Regions from separate parts of the Sus scrofa genome. Here region 2 is linked to region 1. A link is a contact called in public HiChIP or PLAC-seq data. All regions are on one chromosome and are shown on one strand. Each heading gives the region's core, a stretch centred on a gene start, on an enhancer-like site or on the middle of the called end of the contact. The rest is flanking DNA. Distances are from core to core; before and after follow the strand shown.

The links. HiChIP or PLAC-seq counts read pairs in DNA pulled down with a chosen protein or histone mark.
Region 2: a contact with region 1 is called in an H3K27ac HiChIP or PLAC-seq map of skeletal muscle. The contact joins the promoter of LOC110261745 here to the enhancer-like site in region 1. A contact is called at or near these places in 1 of 5 promoter capture datasets (liver), 3 of 47 Hi-C or Micro-C datasets (embryonic fibroblasts, heart right ventricle and liver) and 2 of 2 datasets of contacts at active chromatin or transcription factors (alveolar macrophages and skeletal muscle).

What each region holds. Positions count from the first base shown.
Region 1 is chr7:68,220,046-68,226,408 of Sscrofa11.1, forward strand. It overlaps HEATR5A (HEAT repeat-containing protein 5A), which reads left to right. Exons shown (of 38, transcript XM_021099894.1): 23 at 712-881. Among named protein-coding and RNA genes, the nearest start is that of HEATR5A, 80 kb to the left of the region's middle. Within about 2 kb of position 3,891, at least 7 of the 83 cell types and tissues checked have an H3K27ac peak or open chromatin away from gene starts, as enhancers often do. A contact at or near this core is called in liver and skeletal muscle, where this site is marked.
Region 2 is chr7:68,316,200-68,323,034 of Sscrofa11.1, forward strand. LOC110261745 reads right to left here and starts at 2,946. Exons shown (of 3, transcript XM_021100055.1): 1 at 2,893-2,946; 2 at 1,504-2,835. The coding sequence starts at 2,946. The coding sequence ends at 1,714. It overlaps HECTD1 (E3 ubiquitin-protein ligase HECTD1), which reads left to right and starts at 1,968. Exons shown (of 41, transcript XM_021099884.1): 1 at 1,968-2,626; 2 at 3,935-4,216. The coding sequence starts at 4,077.

The DNA of each region.
Region 1 (6,363 bases), core at 2,641-5,140:
GGATATCTCCTAAAAGTCCTTTCCTTAACAATTAAAATGACAGACAAGAACTGAAATAGTCTTACTTCTTTTAAGATAAAAATGACTCAGTCCCAAAACTCAGTTACTCTGATCTATTCAGATGCAAAGTATGTGATTTTAATATATGAAAGCAACTCTCCTAATACTAAGTAAAGTTTATTAGCAGTTTCAAATTCTACTTTTCATAAAAATTTGGTTTAACCTGCAGATAGGCTTAGGTTCTTTGCCTAATGATTTGTATTGCCATAAACTTTTCAGACTAAAAGCAAGTAACATAATCTGAAAATCTATCACCTAATTTTGTAGAAGAAATTTACTTCACAGAACCTTGAGTTTAAGTTGGAGGGAAAAAATTTTAAGCCCAGTAATATATATTTAAAGGGTAATAGGCCAATTATTAAAACCTTTAGGAGTTCCCGTCATGGCTCAGTGGTTAACAAACCCAGCTAGTAACCATGAGGTTGTGGGTTCGATCCCTGGCTTTGCTCAGTGGTTAAGGATCTGGCATTGCCATGAGCTGTGATGTAAGTTGCAGATGTGGCTCGGATCCCATGTGGCTGTGGCTGTGGCATAGGCTGGCAGTTACAGCTCTGATTCGACCCCTAGCCTGGGAACCTCCGTATGCTGTGGGGTGGCCCTAAAAAGACAAAAGACAAATAAATACATAAAACCTTTGTGCTTTCATTTTAGGTAATAGTACTTACATTTCTGCCTTAAGGACTTCCTGTCTGTTGGGTTGTGCAGTGATGCAAGATAACCCAGACTGCCTCGTCCAAGCTCAGGCCATCTCTTGCCTTCAGCAGCTTCATATGTTTGCTCCACGACATGTCAACTTGTCTAGCCTAGTCAGTTGCCTCTGTGTGAGTATAAAATTATAAATGAGACCTTAGTTTCTTTTGTTGGAAATTTAAATTTATTTTAATTATTCTCTGGACTGTATACTGTAGCTATTTACCTTCAGTTCTAATCTTTTTGGGGGGTAAGGGACAACTTTCATACAGTCACGTCTTGAACCTCTCATATATTGATTAATTTTTCTCCCATTTATGTTGAAGTTAATATTTAGAATATTTGTTCATTAATCAGTAGAATTATATTGAGTGCTGATATTCCAGGTAGTGTATAAATGCTGTAGGATGTGGAAAAATATATGTGGTAACATCTTTTTTTTTCCGTACTTCTTTCTCTGTTCCAAACTATTACATATAAAGCTCTTTTCATCGCAGCTGGGCAAATAAAATTTTTCCTCGATATTCTTGCAGTATATGCATCAATATCTGGGTTCTAATAGGGTGTCTCATGAATATAGACAGGTGAAAATAATTAACAAAATGTTCTAGTGAGGTGATTTATAATTATCAGTGGTTTTAAGATTTGCCTTGATATTATCATAATGGAAAAGAATATGAAAAAGTGTATCACTGAATCACTTTGCTGTACACCAGAAAATAAAATATTGTAAATCAACTGTATTTCAGTTTTTAAGATTAAAAAAAGAAAATCTTACCCTTTGCATCACCAGTTTCTCTCTGGACTTGCCTTGGAAAGTTGAGTTACATTTGGAGTTCAAACAAGACATTGTTGCTTTTCAACTTTTTCTGCCCCTGAAATGTTCACAGCACACTTCCCTTAGTGACATGATAACTGAGAATCATTACTTTAGACAGACCTTTCATTTTCAAGCTTGAGATAAAATATGCAGCATTTGCTAAAACATCATTAAAACCAATCTTCTCAATAAAAAGATACACACCAAAAAGTGAAATATTTTGCCTGAGGTATCTAGTAGTGGTGGTTCTTTGTAGAGTCCAGGTTTATGAACTCCTTGTCCTGCCCTCATTTCACTGCTTAATATTAACTGTAGTTATCGGTAGCTCTCAACTCTGCCCCCTCCTAGTTTGTGGCCTTAGGGACATCCCATAATCTCTACCCTCAGCTGTCTTTAATGAGGATAAGATGCTACCTGAAAAGACACTTGTCCCAGCACTTAATAACCACTAAATAAATAGTAGCTGTTTCTGTTTTCTTAATATGTAACTTAAACATAACATTATATTAATCTTCATGCTGATTTTCGTAGTCATAATTAGGTTAAGACCCTTAAAGAGAGGATGCGACTGAATTTTCTAGTAGAAGCTTTGGTTTCTGTCTGGGTTAAACATGTATTAGAACAGCACTTACTAGAAAAGAATTTTAACTTTATCATTCAATGACTTTTCCCCCAGGAATACTACTCTTTATATTCAAAAAATCATTGTCGGAGTTCCCACTGTGGCACAACGGAATTGGCACTCTCTCCACAGTGCCAGCATGCAGGCTCGATCCCTGGCCCAGCACAATGGGTTTAAAGAATCCCATGTCGCCACAGCTGAGGTATAGGTCGCAACTGCGGCTTGGATCTGATCCTTGGCCCAGGGAACTCCATAGGCCTCGGGGGCAAAAAAAAAGAAAAAAATTGCCAAAACCAGTTATTGAAAAATATCCACTCCTGTGCAAGTTGATCTTTCTACTCACCAATTAAATATAATAATACTGCCATTATTTTGAGTCACAGTAGAAATTTTCCATTAATAGCCTTTTAAAATTTAACAGATAAATGCATGAATTCATTTATTAAGTAAAGTTTATTGAGAAATAAAGGGCAAGACTAACTGCTAATTCATGATGAATTAGATCTGATCAAGTGTGGTACTATTTTCTTTTCCTCGACTGAGACAAAGTTTACGTATAAAGAAAAAGAGAGACTATACAGATTTTTCTTTTAGGTCCATTTGGAGCAATTGAGAAAATCAGAAGTAACAATTACAAATCTTATTCATGTCACTCATAATACTTAAGCTGTAAAATGATTTTTTTCTTATAAATAATTATATTCAAAAATTGCTATCACTATAGTGTGTTAATTTTATGAATTAATAATTTTGCTTAGTAAAGCTTTTATTCTAAATTTATATTTTAGAGTATTCCCTCTAGTAAGGAAATTGCTTTTGCTATCCTATTAAAATACTTTACGAATCAGGTTTGTTTTTTTTTTCTTCATAGGATTTAATTATTTAGCATGAACTATTTTCATATTAATTGAAACTCCCTGAATATTCAGAATACATCTCATCATTAGGAAAGAATCATATTATAAAGGGGTTTCTTCTAACTGCATGCTGTTTAACTTCCATTCTGAACTTGGCCTTAGCTCACTAGCAGTTATAACTACTATCAATTTTAAAACTTGGCTTCTAAGAATAAAAGTCTATAATTAACTTGTGATGAGATAAACCATTAACTTTGTCCCTTGCTGGACACCTGTTCATGCGAACTTAATCCAGATCACTCTTTCACGCTCATGTCTGCTTGATCTGGTTTTGTTATTGAGGCTTAATGAAAGATTCCAAAGGAAAGCCTAATTATACAAATGTGTATTTTGAAATTACTGTATTTTTATATCTTTGCATCTTGAGTTGACTATTTCTAAAATCTTAGCTCAACTCACATTTTAAGTTGGAAAATGAAGTATTTAATGGTGTATTTTTGAAGCTGAAGCTAAGCCAATATGAATGATAGCTCTGTCAACATTTATATTTTAATACTTAGCTGACTATTGTCAAAGTCATCCTAGTATTTATCTTTTGGTTTTGTCATGACCGGTCTGTCATTTGTTTTTGTGCAGGAGATCTTGTTGGATAATTCTGTGTTGGTAGGTCCCTGACCCTCGATTCCTAACTTTTTGAGATTTGCAGTGCTTTTTCTTTGTGGGTTTTGGTTTTTTTTTTTTTTTTTTTTTTGGTTGTAAATGTCCTTGTTTTCCTTTGCATCTCTTTGTTTCAGCTAACCATTAATGCAAAGTCCAGTGTGTGTAGCATGTTATATGGTGATTATTTAATACCACTGTAAACAAATCCTCCCTAACCTTCTCCAGCTGATGCACTCACTCCCTGTGCTTAATTTTGCATCATTTTCACTTAATACATTCACTTCAGAAAGGAATTGTAATCACAGTTTGATTTAATTTCTGTATTTTGCCTGCTCAGTTTGTTTGCCTTAATCCACTCTATTCCTTTTCCCAATATAAATGCTGGAGAATGACATGGAGATATTAAGCATCCCATTTTGCTTTGTGTGACAGTTCTCTGTACCAAATACCTAAAGAGTGCTTTTGAGCATGCTTTTTTTAAAAGATTGTTTGACCAGCCTGAATTAAGTACTGTGCCTGCCTTGTATTATATGCTTGTAAAAACTCCTATTAAAATAACTAGTAGTTTTATTAAATTTTCTTTAAAATTGTCTTCTCATAGAGTGCTGTTTTGTCACTGTTGTTAAATACAGCCAAAATCTTGGGCATGAATAAACTTCACCTTTTTTACATTTTAACTTCTCTGTTATCCTTTGTACTAGTTTCTAACAGCAGAGTTCTTAACCATGACTAGAACAACATGACCTTGACATTGTTAATGGCATTCTTCTCTTTCCACTTTTGAGTTCATGGTATCACTTGAGAGTATAATAGAATATATTTATAAAGCAGTTCTCATCCAAATGTTTCACTGGTGATATAGTCACACACCTTTTTGTCCTCTAGCTTCTCATAAAATTAAGGATTTAACTTTATTTGCAAGTGTCTTATATGTTAAAAACTAGTTGCCCCTACCTACTCATTTTTCTTAGAATTTTGCCTCTGCTCTTTTCAGCAAACTCACCTGCTTCAGTCCTGTTTTTTGCACACAAATGAGATCTGAAGAGGACCTAAAAGTATTAGGCCAATTTTTTCCAAGTTATGTTTGGAAAATCACTATTATAAGGCATATTTAGGAGTTTCCGTGGTGACTCAGTGGTTAACAAATCCGACTAGGAACCATGAGGTTGTGGGTTCGATCCCTGGCCTTGCTCAGTGGGTTAAGGATCTGGCGTTGCCGTGATCTATGGTGTAGGTCGCAGATGCGGCTCAGATCCTGCATTGCTGTGGCTCTGGTGTAGGCCAGAGGTTATGGCTCTGGTTAGACACCTGGCCTCCATATGCCGTGGGAGTGGCCCAAGAAATGGCAAAAAAAAAAAAAGACACACAAACACACACACAAAAACACATATTTACTGTCATAAGCCACAGCAAACTGGTCTTTATTTTCATAGTTAGAACAAAATGAATTTCAGAATCTATAGGCTTTATCCTACTTATGAAATCACTGAGTAAGAATTTGTATTCAGAAACTTTTCACTTGTTTTAATTGTTCATTTAAGGTATATCACCAGTTGTATCATTTTACCCTAGATAGACACAACCTATTGAGATTTACATTGTTTAAATACTTATAAGCCAGAATTCTCTAACCTATTGAGATTTACATTGCTTAAATACCTCTAAAACAGAGTTCTCTTGCAGCACAGCAGGTTAAGGAACAGGCATTATCACTGCTGTGGCTCAGGTCGCTACTGTGGTGTGGGTTTGATCCCTGGCCTGGGAACTTCTGCATGCCACAGGCATGGCAAATAAAAAAAAGCAAAACAAAACAAATTTCTAAGTAGAAAGCATATGTATTGAGTCTGTCATTCTGAGTAGAAGTATCCTATATCTAAAATATTTACATTTCTATGTACATATATGTATATCCATATTTAAGTAGATATATATATATGAAATTTACTATGTGTAATGTTTGTCTCTAGAGAGCATTTTTGGTGAATATATTTTCTGAGTAAAACTGTTTATGCCTTTATTTGAAAATGCGTTTTCTTACACTGTATGTCATCTAAATTACTGTTGATAGAGGCTACATTAATAATAACTAATGTTTATTGAGCACTTACTATTTTCCAGGTAATTTTGCATGTTTCTTTGTGCTCACAACAGCCCTGTGAGATAGGGTAGGGGTAGTGTTATCTCCATATAACAAATGAGGAAACCAAGGCACAGAGAGATTAAATAACTTGCCCACGGTCACACAGTCATAGATCTAAGACTCAAACTGAAGCAGTTTGACTCCAGAGCCTCCATTTTAAGCAGTATGCTAATACTGCTTATATGGATTTGTATAAATTTCTACTTAGAGATTTGTAAAACACTATAATATAGTTGCATGAGCACAAATATATAAATGGCAAATAAATTATCTCAGTTGAATCTCATGTCTCTCAAAACTAGTTTACGCATATAAATTTGTGTCTTCTAACGTTGTCAAAAGGCTTTTGCTTGGATTTGTTCATGAATATTGCATAGTCGAGTACATGTATTACTTCTTAAGCTATTTCTAAGTTATATAATGAAGAAATATGTGCTAGGGTAGTTGAAGAAGTTTCTGTGTTTTTAATAACTTGTTTCCAGCCAAGCGATGGGCTGGACAAAATGAGGAGGGG
Region 2 (6,835 bases), core at 1,696-4,195, 95 kb after region 1:
GTACTTTCGCCTTAACTTTGCTGTGAGCCTAAACTACTCTTAAAAAAAAAGTCTATTAAAAAAAAAAAAAAAAAGGTTCTCCAAGTGACTCTAATGTGCAGCTAAGGTTGAAAACTACTGGCCTAGGTTCTTTGCATACATAATCTCCTTCCACTCTTCTAACACTTCAATATTCTGTAATAACCTATAAGGAAAAAGAATCTGAAAAAAAATACATATATATAAAACCAAATCATTATGTTGTACACCTGAAACTAACATACTATAAATCAGCTATATTTCAATAAAAATAATTGAGGTTATTCATTTACATTCTGATATATCTTTAAAAAATATTTTAAAGATATATTTCTTCTTCATTCTTCTTTTTTTTTTTTTTTTTTTTTTTTTTTTTTTTTTTTTTGTCTTTTTTTTTGTTGTTGTTGTTGTTGCTATTTCTTGGGCCGCTCCCGCGGCATATGGAGGTTCCCAGGCTAGGGGTCCAATCGGAGCTGTAGTCTCCGGCCTACGCCAGAGCCACAGCAACGCGGGATCCGAGCCGCGTCTGCGACCTACACCACAGCTCACGGCAACGCCGGATCCTTAACCCACTGAGCAAGGGCAGGGACCGAACCCGCAACCTCATGGTTCCTAGTCGGATTCGTTAACCAATGCGCCACGACGGGAACTCCTCTTCTTCATTCTTAACGCCAAAAACTAGGCCCTTTGGGCTCTTCCTCCCTCCCTCCACTACTGGGGGACTTTAGCAATCTCCCAGTTAGTCTCCTTGTCTAGGTTTTTAGCCATTCTGGACACTCTGGCCCTATACATCTAAGGCCCAGAACTTTTTCAGTCAATGTTCTAGTCCAGAACATGTTACCTCACCCTAAATTCTGGATCCCACATAAGACCCTTCTCACTTTAGCTCTTATCTTCTCTATCATTGCTTAATGCTGGTTTTTTGCTTGAGGTGCTGGTCCTCCTTCCTGTGTCTCAGAACATAGGGTTTGCTTGTATTCTTTCTCCTCCCTTGTGGTGTTCACATTCTACCCACTCTTCAAGGTCCAAGAGGAACCCACCTCCTCCTTAAAGATTTTCCTGCAGCTCTTAAGTCACATTCATAGCTCACAAATAATTATTCTCATGTGTTGTAGTTCTGACAAGATAGTTGGAATGTTCTACTCTTTTCTCTGAGTTTCATCTGTTAACAGGAGACCTAGGGACACTTACCTGCCACAGTCGGACAAGTACTTATAGATATCTTCAGTGCAAATCTGTAATTTCCAAAATACTAGTTCTTCAAGCATATGGTGAACCCAATCTAACTGCTTAAAAGAACGCTTCTCAAATACTATCATATAATATTCATGTTTGTTTAAAAGATGAAAAAGTGAGAGTACAGTGGGTGTCTGGGCATGGGTTTACCTATCTCACAAACCAAGGCATTAATTTCTTGATTTTAAAAAAAGGAAGCTATAGTCACATTTCCAATTAATTATATCCTAAATATCTCCATGTACGTACCATAAGCAAATATATTTTGTTTTCAACGCCTGTGAAACAGAACGTCCGAAGGGAATAATTACAGACATTCTTGCGACCAAAACCCACAGGAAAAAATCAAAAGCACACTCGCAGTGCTGCTGCTTACTGGGGACGCCATTGGGCCTGAATTCACGCTTTTGGGAGCCTCAGTTCTCTCATCCGTACAATGGAGAGAACACTCGACAATATTTACTTCCCCGGAGTTGTGAAAGATTTTCTTTCCAACGAACTGCGGGCGGTTTGCCTCCTAGGACCGAAGGGAGGCGCTTCTCCTCCCGCGACACTTTTCGGTGCTCGAGGAGGGGTGACCAGTTCTTGGCCGGGTACGGTCGCCCTGGTAGGACGCCAGGCAAAGACAGCCTGGGCCGCAGGTTTGACGTGCAGCCTGAGTGCCGTCAGCAGGAGCGCGCCAAGTGTGTACACACCGTGCAAAACACGCTGAGCGTACGTGCAGCCGCGCGTGCGGGGTGGTGGGAGCGCGCTCCGATTGATAGCATAGTGAAGGTGCAGGGCGTACGATAGTAAAGCGACAGCTGACAAGGCCGAGGGAGACCGAGGCCCGGAGTGCGAGAGAGACCAGAGAGAGGCGGCGACGCGTCCCGCCGCCTGGCACCCAGGGCTGGCGCCCCTTGCGCCACTGGCCGACCGGCACCTGCAGCGCCCCACGTGGCGGCCGGCGAGGTCGCAGTCAGTAGAGCCCATTTGCTCCGCCTCCGCGCCGCACGGCTGCCCTCCGCAGCTTCCCCGCCCGGCTCTCCCCCGACCCTCCTCCCTTCCCCCTCCCGGATCGCGATGGACGCGGCCTCCCCCGCCGCCGCCGCCGGCAGCACCGCGCGGGCCTCTGAGCTGTAAGGCCGGAGGAGCCGCGTGCCGGGGACGGGACGTGCGCTGGCTGCCGCTGGTCTGGGGAACCTCTCGCTTCCCCGTCACCAGGTCCCCGCGGAGGAAGGGGAGGGACGAGGAGCGGCTTTTCCTGTGCCGCTTGCCCGGCTCGACCTGCGCGGCCTGCGGCTTCCTGGGAACTCTAGGGCCGCGGCCGGGCCTGGCTCTGCCCGCGGCCTGCTTGGAGCTGGACCGGAGTGGTTTGGGAGGACAGGCCCGGGTAAGAGCTTGAGGGAAGGGGAGGCGGGGACTCCCTGGGCGGTCGGAACGGCCCTGGTGCCGGGATGAGGGATGCCCGGCGGCGGGCTGGGAGCGAGACCCCGGCCCCTGGTAAGGTCGGCGGCACTGCTGTTGACTTACCCTCTTAGCCCCTTTGTTTCCCAGCCTTGGCTCTGCCCGGGGCGGGACCCGGCTTGTCCAAGCCGGAACCTACGGCAGCCCCCCCCCTCCCCTTGTCCTTGAGAAGGTTTCGCCGCCCGGCGGGGCCAGGGACATCTCCCCGGGCCTCGGAGTTCCGGGCGCCGCTCCCGGGAGACCCATCTCCGAGCCCGCCTCGGTGGCCTCCTCTAGGGTAGAGAGGCTTGCTGCTCCTCCTCCAAAACTTCCCCCTCCTTTTCGACACAGGTAGCTAACTTAGCCGGGTTTGGTGCCAGGAAACCGGAGCGCGGTGCCTGCGCCTCTCGGCGCGGGGTCGAGTGGGCCTAGGGTGTTGGGTCACCCCTGCTGACGGCCGCCGTTGGGTGCCCACTGGAACCTGCCGCTGGGTTTATACACCTGCACCTGGGTTGCAGGGGACCCAAAGCCGTCTCTCCTTCACGGCACTTACGAGCTTTTGTAATGACTTGCCTGTTGTGGTTGCTTTTCCTTCGCTGTTGTTGTTTTTAACCAACTGCCCACTCTATGGGGACAGGGAAAGAGGACCATAGATTAGCCTATATTCTGATCCGTAATGTGTTAGTCCATTGTACTTACTTTTAGCATTTCTTTTAAAACTTTTAAAAACAGTTGCCAAAACAGCCAAAATTCCTAATCAAGTTTTTATTCCTAGATAGATCTTGTGTCTATCATTTGTATTTAGATATGGTAAGAATAGCAGTAAGTAAATCGAGAAGTCGGCAGAATTTATGAAATTGGAGGTAATTTTAAAATAGAAACTTAATTTGGAGAGGGATTAGATCAAAATTCTTAGTCTCCTTAAAATACTGATTCTCATCCTTATCCGAAGATCAGTTTTGGGTCGAGGAGGGGAAAGACGTTTGCTGAAAAAAAAGAACTCATAGTAAGGTGTTGTTTGCCTTTTGGCACAGACATTAGTGATAGCAGTACTGGGATAGGAAGCTTGTTTAACTGTCTTTGACAAAGACGGCTCAGGTTTCCAGTTAAGCAGCAACCTAATCAGCTTATATTCTTGTTCAAAACTGGTTTTTATTTAGTGTGATATATGAAGTTAAACCGAGGAATAAGGAAAGTTGAAAAACTGCATTAAGCTCTCTATCCACACACACTTATGAGTCTTTTCTAATTCCAGGAGGACACCACGAAAATTTGGCTCTGGCCCGTGTAAAAGAAAAAAAAAATTTAAACCCACCCTGATCATTTCTGGACATTTAGAGGAATTTTTGCTTTTACTTTTTTAATTTAAGCAAAGAGCCTTTAAAAAAAAAAAAACCATGGCAGATGTGGATCCAGATACATTGCTGGAATGGCTGCAGATGGGACAGGGAGATGAAAGGGACATGCAACTAATAGCCCTTGAACAGCTATGCATGCTGCTTTTGATGTCTGACAACGTGGATCGTTGTTTTGAAACGTAAGTACATCCCTTCATCATCTTCCTTTGGAGTTGCTGTAGTGACATCTACATGACATGTTTTCAGCCATTTCCTGATTTTAGCTTCTGTAGAATTTTCTTCAGTGAGTTTTAAAACTTTTAAAAAGTTTCTGCAGTTTTGCATTTGTATTTTTCTGAGAAATAAAAATTGGTAGGTGAACTAACTCCAGTAATGATAGTTACGACACAAATACATGTTTGTTGAATGAATAGGAATTAGTAGGGAATACTAATTTTAACCTTGTGTGTGATTGATCCATTTTCAGAATATTTTATGAACTGGGAAATACAAATACTTCTTTAAGGTTGGTTATTTCTGTATGAAAAAAATTGGCCTGAAATTAACAAAAGAATACAAACTATAATGAATATATGTTTCCAGTTGCCCTTGGTATTAATTCATGACACTGCCTTTGTTAAAGCAAATGATTGGTTTGTAAATTTCAGTTTGGAGCAGGTATAAATTAGACCTTACCCATATAACATACTTTTTGGAATAGTAGAAGCAAACTTTGAGGTTTGTAGAGTTTAAACAGTTTCATTCAGAGGTTATGTAGAATTTGCAAAAATGTAAAGGAACTAGATTGGTCATTAATGCCATATGTTTCCACTTATATGCTTGCCTAATTAGATTAACTGTTTTGAATGCCAAACACACTGGTTTTTGCTGTTTATTTTATATTTATATTTACAATTTTGAATTCCAGTGATAAGTGAAAACTCAGATGCCTCTGTATTTGTTTTGATGCCATTTTGAAGTAATTGTTAGGAAATATTCCAGATGTTGACATAAAATTTGGTATAATCTTAATTTCTTTGAGTTGGGAATAAAGACTATAACTAAATTGACAAAAGTATTTTTAACCATCTTCATTTTTGATTGAGTAATTAAGGTGAAGTAATAAATGAATTATTAGGAGTTCCGTCGTGGCGCAGTGGTTAACGAATCCGACTAGGAACCATGAGGTTGCGGGTTCGGTCCCTGCACTTGCTCAGTGGGTTAACGATCCGGCGTTGCCGTGAGCTGTGGTGTAGGTTGCAGACGCAACTCGGATCCCGCGTTGCTGTGGCTCTGGCGTAGGCCGGAGACTACAGCTCCGATTGGACCCCTAGCCTGGGAACCTCCATATGCCGCGGGAGCGGCCCAAGAAATAGCAAAAAGACAAAAAAAAAAAAAAAAAGAATTATTAATAATTCTTAGTTGTAAATCCCATTGAAATGGTATTATTACAGTAAAAATCCTTATGAACAAAGTTTCCAAATTACAGTTTGTTAGTGATCCATTTATTTCAGCTAGTTATTGTTATTGAAAGACTTTCAGAACCTAATTTAGCTTGTCTGTTAATACTTATTTTGGCAGTGTTCGTAGAAAAGTGAAATAGATTTTTGGGTATTCATAGATTTCATTAGAAGGTTTTCATTAACCTGAGAATTGCTTTTGGTATTTTAAAAATTAAGTCATGCATACCAGTCAAATCAACTATGATATCTTTTATTAAATACTAGCATTTGGTAGAGGTATTTGTAATGACATTTTTACAAAGTCTTATTAAAACAATTTTATAGGAGGAGTTCCCACTGTGGCTCAGTGGGTTAATGACCTGATGTTGTCTCTGTGAGGATGTGGGTTCAGTCCCTGGTCTTGAACAGTGGGCTAAAGATCCAGCATTGCTGCAGGCTGCAGTGTAGATCACAAATGCTGCTTGTATTTGGTGTTGCAGTGGCTCTGGTGTAGGCTGCAGCTATAGCTCCCTTTGGACCTCTAGCCTCAGAACTTCCATATGCTGCAGGTGGGACTGTAAAAAAAAAAAATTTTCTTAAGGAAAATTTTGAAATGGAGTTCCCATTGTGGCTCAGCAATAATGAACCCAACTAATATCCATTAGGACATTGTTCGATCCCTGGCCTCACTCGGTGGGTTAAGAATCCAGCATTGCCATGAGCTGTGGTGCAGGTCCTAGACATGGCTTGGATCCTGAGCTATGGCTGTGGTCTAGGCCAGCATTTGCAGCTCTGATTCGACTTCTAGCCTGGGAACTTCCATGTGCCGCAGGCACGGCCCTAAAAAGACAAAATAATAATAATAATAAAAATAAAATGTAAAACTCAATTATGTAAAATCCTACCATCCTCACATAATTGTTACTCTTTTCATTTTCCCTTCTAGGCTTTATTAATATTTGGTATAATGTAGCTGAAATTAAAGTCAAGATGCAATTTATATTTTTTATTTACTAAGTATAGATACAAGAGATTTTCAAGTTGGACTGGTTAGCCCTATTTCATTTAACATACCATTAAGTTGTCTATCAAAAATAGACATTTGTGGAGTTCCTGTTGTGGCTCAGCAGGTTGCAAATCCAACTAGTATCCATGAGGACATAGGTTTGATCCCTGGCCCTGGTCCATGGCTTAAGGATCTGGCATGTCCACAAGCTGTGGCATAGGCGGGCAGCTACAACTCTGAAGTGACCCCTAGCCTGGGAACTTCCATATGCTGTGGATGCGGCCCTGAAAAGCAAAAAAAAAAAAAAAAGACATTTGAGAGTTCCCTGGTGGTCTAGTGGATTAAGGATCAACTGTTGTCACTGCTGTAGC